Regions from separate parts of the Zea mays genome. Here region 2 is linked to region 1. A link is a contact called in public Hi-C data. All regions are on one chromosome and are shown on one strand. Each heading gives the region's core, a stretch centred on a gene start, on an enhancer-like site or on the middle of the called end of the contact. The rest is flanking DNA. Distances are from core to core; before and after follow the strand shown. Region 1 holds the start of LOC100276377. Region 2 holds the start of LOC100281210 (xylosyltransferase 2).

Region 1 (3,493 bases), core at 351-2,850:
CTAAAGTTGGCAACATGGTTACATGGTACTTTGCAACATTTATAGATACTAATACAGTAATACACAAAAAACTGAATGACTGTGGCATGTCGAGTGAAGCTAAAACTCATGAAAACAGTTTTTGTTCGAAAACATGAATCCCAGGTTCTCAGATTAGAACAATGATATGGATTTCCTTTCTTGGTGGGGTAGAAGTAGAATCAAACTCCGCTATTACAGTGTAATAGTTTGGTGGTCTCTCAAGAAGAATGAAATGTCAAAACTATGGAACAGGTAGACAACAGTGAGGTGATATCAAGAAAATAAACAGAGTAGATGCGCTAGCTAGCAGCTCATGACCAAATATCACATTACCAATAGGTCAAAGTACCGTACTAACTGACCTTCTTGCAGTCCTGCACAGTGGTGCACAGGGGCTTCTCGACAAGGATGTGCTGCGGTTCACGATGGCGGATGATGTCCATGAGTATCTCGTAGTGGGTCATGTTTGGGGACGATACGATGATGGCGTCACAGAGCCCGCTGTCCAGCAGCTCGCGGTGACCTGGAAAGATCTTGAAACCTTTTGGATGTCACTAAGATTTACCGAATCAGTAATTAGTACCAGACTAAGAACTCACATGGTTGTGCTTTGTATAGTGCCACTGTCTAACCATAACTGATTCATATTCTATCAAAATCTGTTTTTTATGTACGTAATATTTTACAAGGAGTGGTAGGAGCCTCAGGGTGCTCAACCACAACGGCGGCTTGGTCCAGGCCGCCGGCGATGGCGCCGCGCGCAGGGGTGGTGACTTTAGCAGCATGTTCCGGACCAAGTCGACGCTGAGCAAGCAGAACTCGCTGCTGCCGACGAGGATCAGGGAGTCCGTGAAGGAAACAGTTGAGGGGCATAACCGCGAAGTGCCGATTCTATTTTTTGTTGCCCACAAAAAATAATCTAAAACATGTAATTAGTCGTGGTGAGGTATTTTATGTAGGAGGGGTGTGACTGAGGACATGTTTAGATCCATCTGTCAAATAATTTGCTGGCTAATTTTAGCACCTTAGGCTCTAAACGGGCTAACTAATAAATTAGCTAATTGTTAGCCAGCAAATTGTTTGTTCATTAGCCATTTGACTTGCTAATAGTTTCTGATTGATTATTTACTATGTTTTAGACATCAAACATATCATGGTTAATTGTTTGACAGCTAATTATTTGTCGGCTAACTGTTAGCAACTGACAAACAATTAGCTAGGATCCAAACGGGGCCTTAAGGTGAGCAATTAGGCGAGCGCAACCAATATCGGGCTATTTTGGCGAGCGGCCATGAGAAGCTTCCGAACTCAGAATCTCGCGGATAATCAGGAGGGTGGAGCGGGGATATACCTGGGGAGGCGGGAGGCCGAGCTCAGCGGCGAGCTGGAGGCCAAGGCGGAGTGACTCCTGGTGGGGGTCGGCGAGGCCGGTGACCCGCACCCGGACGGACTGCTCCCGCTCGACCTCTGTGGCGAGGTGGGCGAGGTTGTGGAGGTGCTCCCGGCCCATCATCCCCACCCCGACTATCCCATACCTCACCGCCGCCGCCGCCGCCTCCATCTCCTACAGCGATGATTGTAGTGGACTGGAGTGTTGACACTTGACAGGTGGTTGCTGCGACGCCAATCAAAAACGAATGAAGCTCGCTTTCTATTTAATGGATAAAAAAAATAGCTACTATGTTTGGTTAGTTGATATCATATCAAATATTTAGATATTTATCATGAGTATTGAATATAATCTAGTTATAAAATTAATTACACAATTAAAGACCAAACGAGGAGATAAATTTATTAAGTCTAATTAATATACAGTTAGCAAATGTTTATGGTAGAATCATATGGGATAGTCATGAACTAATTAGATTTAATAAGTTTGTCTCATCGTTTAGTTCTCGTCTGTATAATTAATTTTGTAATTAAAATGTATTTAATACTTTTAACTATCATCCAAATTTGAAATATCCACTATACCAGAGAGTAAATTTTAGCTCGAGAAACCAAACACTGCTTCTGTCCCTTAAAACGCCATGCAAACGCAAATAATACAATGTCGTGCGCTGCAACGACACAATCATATTTGATACCCATAAAAAATAAATTTAATATCAAAGTGAACATATAGTTCACATATCTAATATTAAACTGATAAAAATAAATATTACACTTTATCTTAGTCAAAAGGTCGATAAAGCTATGAATTGAAAACAAGTCTAGCCTTTTATAGCTCGCTCGGTTGTTCGTCCTCTTACAACTAGCGAGGTGGTACCATGTGAGAGCGTTGTGTTGCGTACAGTTTCTTATCGTGTTAGGCTTAAGTGTTTCTCATGTCTCATATGTGGTGTAACAGCCTATTGGGCTCATTGTGCTTATGGAAAAGTGGGGGGAAAGAACACACCTACGTGTGTTTTCATGTGACGCATGACGTACGAAATTGGTTCTTTAAAAAGTAAAGAAATGTCTCTCAGTCTATCTCACCCCTATTATACTTCATATTTCAAACTTCATTCTATAAACAGTATAATCTACAATGCAAAAGAGTGTTTTGCACAACCATATGCATGTTCTGCTGAGTACAACCTTAGATCAGGTCCAACATGGGTGCTACTAATTTGAGTCGAGCCGATGATATCGATCAGACTGGTTTCATTGCAAGTCAATTCATCCACTCGTTTGATCGACCGCGTTAGAGTCAAACATGTCGGTACCGATCGATCTGTATTGACCTCTACTTCTTCAGCTGCATGACTAAGCTTACTTGGGATACTTTGTCTTTGATTTTGGAAATCGACAAAATACTTAACACACTTATTATGAGCATTGCTCACTCCACCAACATGCTCAATTAATGCTTTATATGCATGCTTCTAATCATTAAATTATGTTTTGTTGAATCTACCATATCCAAATATTTATGTCATCCTTGGCTCTTAAAGAGAAAACAATATAAGCAAAACGATATATCTTTGAAGTCGTTATATGCTAGCCAATCATATCTTTTATACCAAGATTTAAAAAATGCTCTTTTCTTTATGTTATTTTTAGATTGTCTCGAAGGAAAGATCATAATACATTGAGATTGTCCTTTTTGAATGTAAACCATTCTAACTAGATATCAAATCTAAGGAGAAAACTTATGAATTTGTTTTCTAAGCGTAGGATCACTTACCATTTAATCTAAATTAAAAGCCATGGTTAAGGGCAGAAGGTTGTGGTGGTAGTTGAGGAGGTGGTCGACCGCCTTATGGTATCAAATACCTCATCATCACTATGATCCTAGCAATCGCAAGATTCATAATCAATCAATACTTCAACTGAATCAACAATTCAAATGTTTAATGATTCAAACAATTCAATCAATAATTGTTCAAATAAAGATAATAACCTCGGGCATGGTCGAGCACTCAATCCTCGGGCGTGGTTGGATGGGCGGCCAACTAGGCGTGTGAGAGCACCTAGAGAGTGGTGAATA
Region 2 (3,493 bases), core at 550-3,049, 470 kb before region 1:
CGCGGCACTGCGCGGCGGCGGCCGAGCACTGCGCAGCGGTGGCCGGACGAACAGATTGGGGTGTTTCTGTTGCTTGCGAGGGTTTTGATGGCAGGATTAAATTGCAATGTGGGCCCACCTAGATTCAAATGAGATAAGCCTCCCTATATTTCAGGATCTATTGGAGGTCAAGTTTGTTTTACTCCCTAAACGTAATTTACAAAGTTGCTAAACATGTATTTAGGGAGTAAATTTTATGGGAACTATTGGAGGTGCTCTTATAAGGCTCCGCAGTGGGAAGCTGTGAGGGCATGTACAATGGGTGTCTTAAGTTGTGTCTTAGAGTGTGTCTAGGGGGGGTGAATGTAAAAAATCTCAAGACATGTATCTTGACGAAGACACAGTGTCTTAGCTCTATATTCGAGACAGGAGACTATCTGATTGGTCACTTTAATTTATTGAATGTTCTGATTGGTACAATGAATATGGTAAGACACATGTTTTAGACATGACCACTGTATTATGTTGTGTTTTAGCTGTGTCTTATACTTGGAGTACCGTGCAGCTGTATCTAGGTTGTACATGCCCTGAGGAATACGCTATGAGGATAGCGTTAGATATAAAGTAAAAGAATGTTGCAGTGAAGGACTCTAAAGGCGACTGTAAATTTAGAGCGGACCGGAGGAACGCTATTTACAGAGTCCTACTCGAAACTTTCTCGTGCGCGTATTGGATGGTAGACGCATGCTGTGCACGGCTGCATGCACATGCATGCACGCGGAGGTGGTGGAGGCGGGCCCACATGCATGCTGACGGTATAGAAAAGTGGAGAAAAAAATATAATATAATATATGGTAGTTGGTATAGGGTAGATATATAGAGTAATTGTGACCGCGGAGAATTGTTGGATAGAGTAAAAAACCTCGCTGACCAGGATGGAATATTCCTTTTAGGGTAGAGAAATAGGGTAGTATGAGTGCGGATAGCCTTCTCTACCCTAAAAGGAATATTCCATCCTGGTCAGCGAGGTTTTTTACTCTATCCAACAATTCTCCGCGGTCACAATTACTCTATATATCTACCCTATACCAACTACTACATATTTTATTATTTATTTCCATCACTTTTCTATCCACACCCAAGTACCCAACTGCCTTCCGCGGTCCCACCTTGGCCATGCTGCTACGGACAGGCCACCCATGCGAGGAGAGAGATTTTCGAGTTGGATGGAAGCGTACGCTGTATTTAGGGTTCTCGAAGTTACATGCAAATTTAGAGTTAGCTTTCCAGTACACCACTGCAGCATATTTTTACCCTATACGATTATTTTATAGCTTTAGAGTTGCCTTCCGAAATGCGACTGCGGACAGCCTAAGGGCCCACTGGCAGTGTGTGCATCGGGGCCTGTTGACTTTGCCTGTCACGAGCTCACGGCAACGGCAATGAAAATACCACAACAAAAGGATCTAAGTTAAGTTTAATTTTCCATCTACATGTCATTTCATATTTCCCGGTTTTCATCAATGCTACTACAAGGTATGCATGCGACTTGATGGGAGTAAAATTTAAAAAGTTCACGAATGATGACCGTTATACTGGAGATAATCAATATGGATTTGATCCAAAAGCGAATCTGCGAATGAAAACGATCTGAAGTTCTGAACCAAAAAGGCTGTTCTAGTTTCGTGGACCGGCCCATATGACTTATGGTCGATCCCAACTACAATAACTCGAGATTTTCAGTTGGGCCCTTATGACATTCAGTCCAGCCCATCAGCTTGTGTGAGTAGACGATTTGCAACCGCAACCTGCTGGCTGCAGCTCACACTGTGAGAGCTTCAGTTCACCTGCCACCGCCTACCGAGAAGAGATCAGCGCCGCCGCGCGCGAAGTGCTTCACTGGGGAGGAGCGGAGCCGTGCTGAAGTTGGCCGGCCGTGCCCGGCGGCCTCACGAGCTCTCCCTCGTTGCTCTACGCCGGGGCTGGGCCTTGTCCTCGTCGCGCGTACGTGCTCGCCGCCGACGCGGCGCCTGCTCGCTGCCCGTGCGGAACAACGGTGGCCTGCGCGCCTCGCCGGGCCACTCGCTCGTCGCGAACGAGAGCTCGGATTGTTTAGGAGGCCTCATCCGCTGTCCTCACTCCCCTGGCGAGCAAAATCCCTCTTGAAATTCCGAGGCTTCGCTTGAGGATCTTGCTCTCCAGAGCTCATCTGAGTTCCAGATCCGTTTCGTCCCCGCCACCAATTTGGTGCGCTCGCGAGATTCTATATCACCGGAGAAAAGCCGGTGTGCTCCGTAAGGTCGGACATCCTGAGATTCAGTTGCGCTAAAGAAGAAGGAAGACGCGCGCGCGCATGACGGGCAAATGAGGAAGAATCTGGGGCTCGGCTCGGGCCCCGCGCGTCCGTTCGGTGACCGCCGCTGGCTGCTCCCTTTCCTCGCCACCATGCTCGTCACGGCCACGCTCCTACTCGCCGCCGCGTGCGGCCTCTTCTCGCCGCCGTACCCGGGCGGCGGCAGCGACGCGGTCTTGTTCGACGTGGTCTCCCTCGCCGACTGGGACGACGGCGGCTCGTCGACAGGCGGCGACGGCGCCCCCTCCGTCGAGGCGGGAATCAAGAACCGGCTGCTGGAAGGTAACGCCGCCAGCGACAGCGATGACGAGAACCCCGACGACGCCGCCGTCAACTCTGACGACTCCGATGCCGAGCCGCCGCGGATCGCGTACCTCCTCGAGGGCACCAAGGGGGACGGCCTGCGGATGCGGCGGACTCTGCAGGCCATCTACCACCCGCGCAACCAGTACATCCTGCACCTCGACCTGGAGGCGCCGCCGCGGGAACGGATCGACCTGGCAATGTATGTCAAGGGTGATCCCATGTTCAGCCAGGTCGGGAATGTGCGTGTCATCGCCAAGGGCAACCTTGTCACCTACAAGGGGCCGACCATGGTCGCCTGCACGCTCCACGCCGTCGCCATTCTCCTCAAGGAGGGGCTCCAGTGGGACTGGTTCATCAATCTCAGTGCGTCAGATTATCCGCTCATGACACAAGATGGTCAGTGTGCCTGAGTCACCATTTCCCCCCTTAATTCTTTTGGAGAGGACAATGATTTGTTTCTGCGGTCTGATTGATAACATAACTTATGACAGCATTAACAAGTTTTAGAGGAGTTCAAGAGTAACATAGGCACCATAGTTCATAGATTACATCCCCTTTCTCTGCACTAGTTTGCATCAGATTTATTTTGCATTATTTTTGCATATGAATTCCTGCTAGGTGTAAATGAGCAGAATACATTGCTTCACTGTTGTGAACCTAACCTGTCTACTTCTTGTTTTGTAAGGTTGCCATCTTTGGAAACACATGGTTCAGCTAAGAATGAATATTTTAGCAGAGTTAAGGGTGATGGGAAATGTCCAGTTTCAAAATTATAAGTTAATTTTCATAACGTCAGTCAAGTAACATGGGCCTCAAATTGTATAGGCACACATGTTAATTTTGTATGATCTTCAG

The links. A called contact is a pair of places that touch in the nucleus more often than the background predicts.
Region 2: a Hi-C map of ear shows a contact between it and region 1, with 2.5 times the contacts expected there. The contact joins the promoter of LOC100281210 here to the promoter of LOC100276377 in region 1. A contact is called at or near these places in 4 of 25 Hi-C or Micro-C datasets (ear, endosperm, leaf and 1 more) and 1 of 3 datasets of contacts at active chromatin or transcription factors (leaf).

Annotation. Positions count from the first base shown.
Region 1 is chr10:83,378,163-83,381,655 of Zm-B73-REFERENCE-NAM-5.0, reverse strand. It overlaps LOC100276377, which reads right to left and starts at 1,600. Exons shown (of 7, transcript NM_001279445.1): 1 at 1,373-1,600; 2 at 384-544. The coding sequence starts at 485. It also overlaps the pseudogene LOC111590323.
Region 2 is chr10:83,849,064-83,852,556 of Zm-B73-REFERENCE-NAM-5.0, reverse strand. LOC100281210 (xylosyltransferase 2) reads left to right here and starts at 1,799. Exons shown (of 4, transcript NM_001154129.2): 1 at 1,799-3,034. The coding sequence starts at 2,344.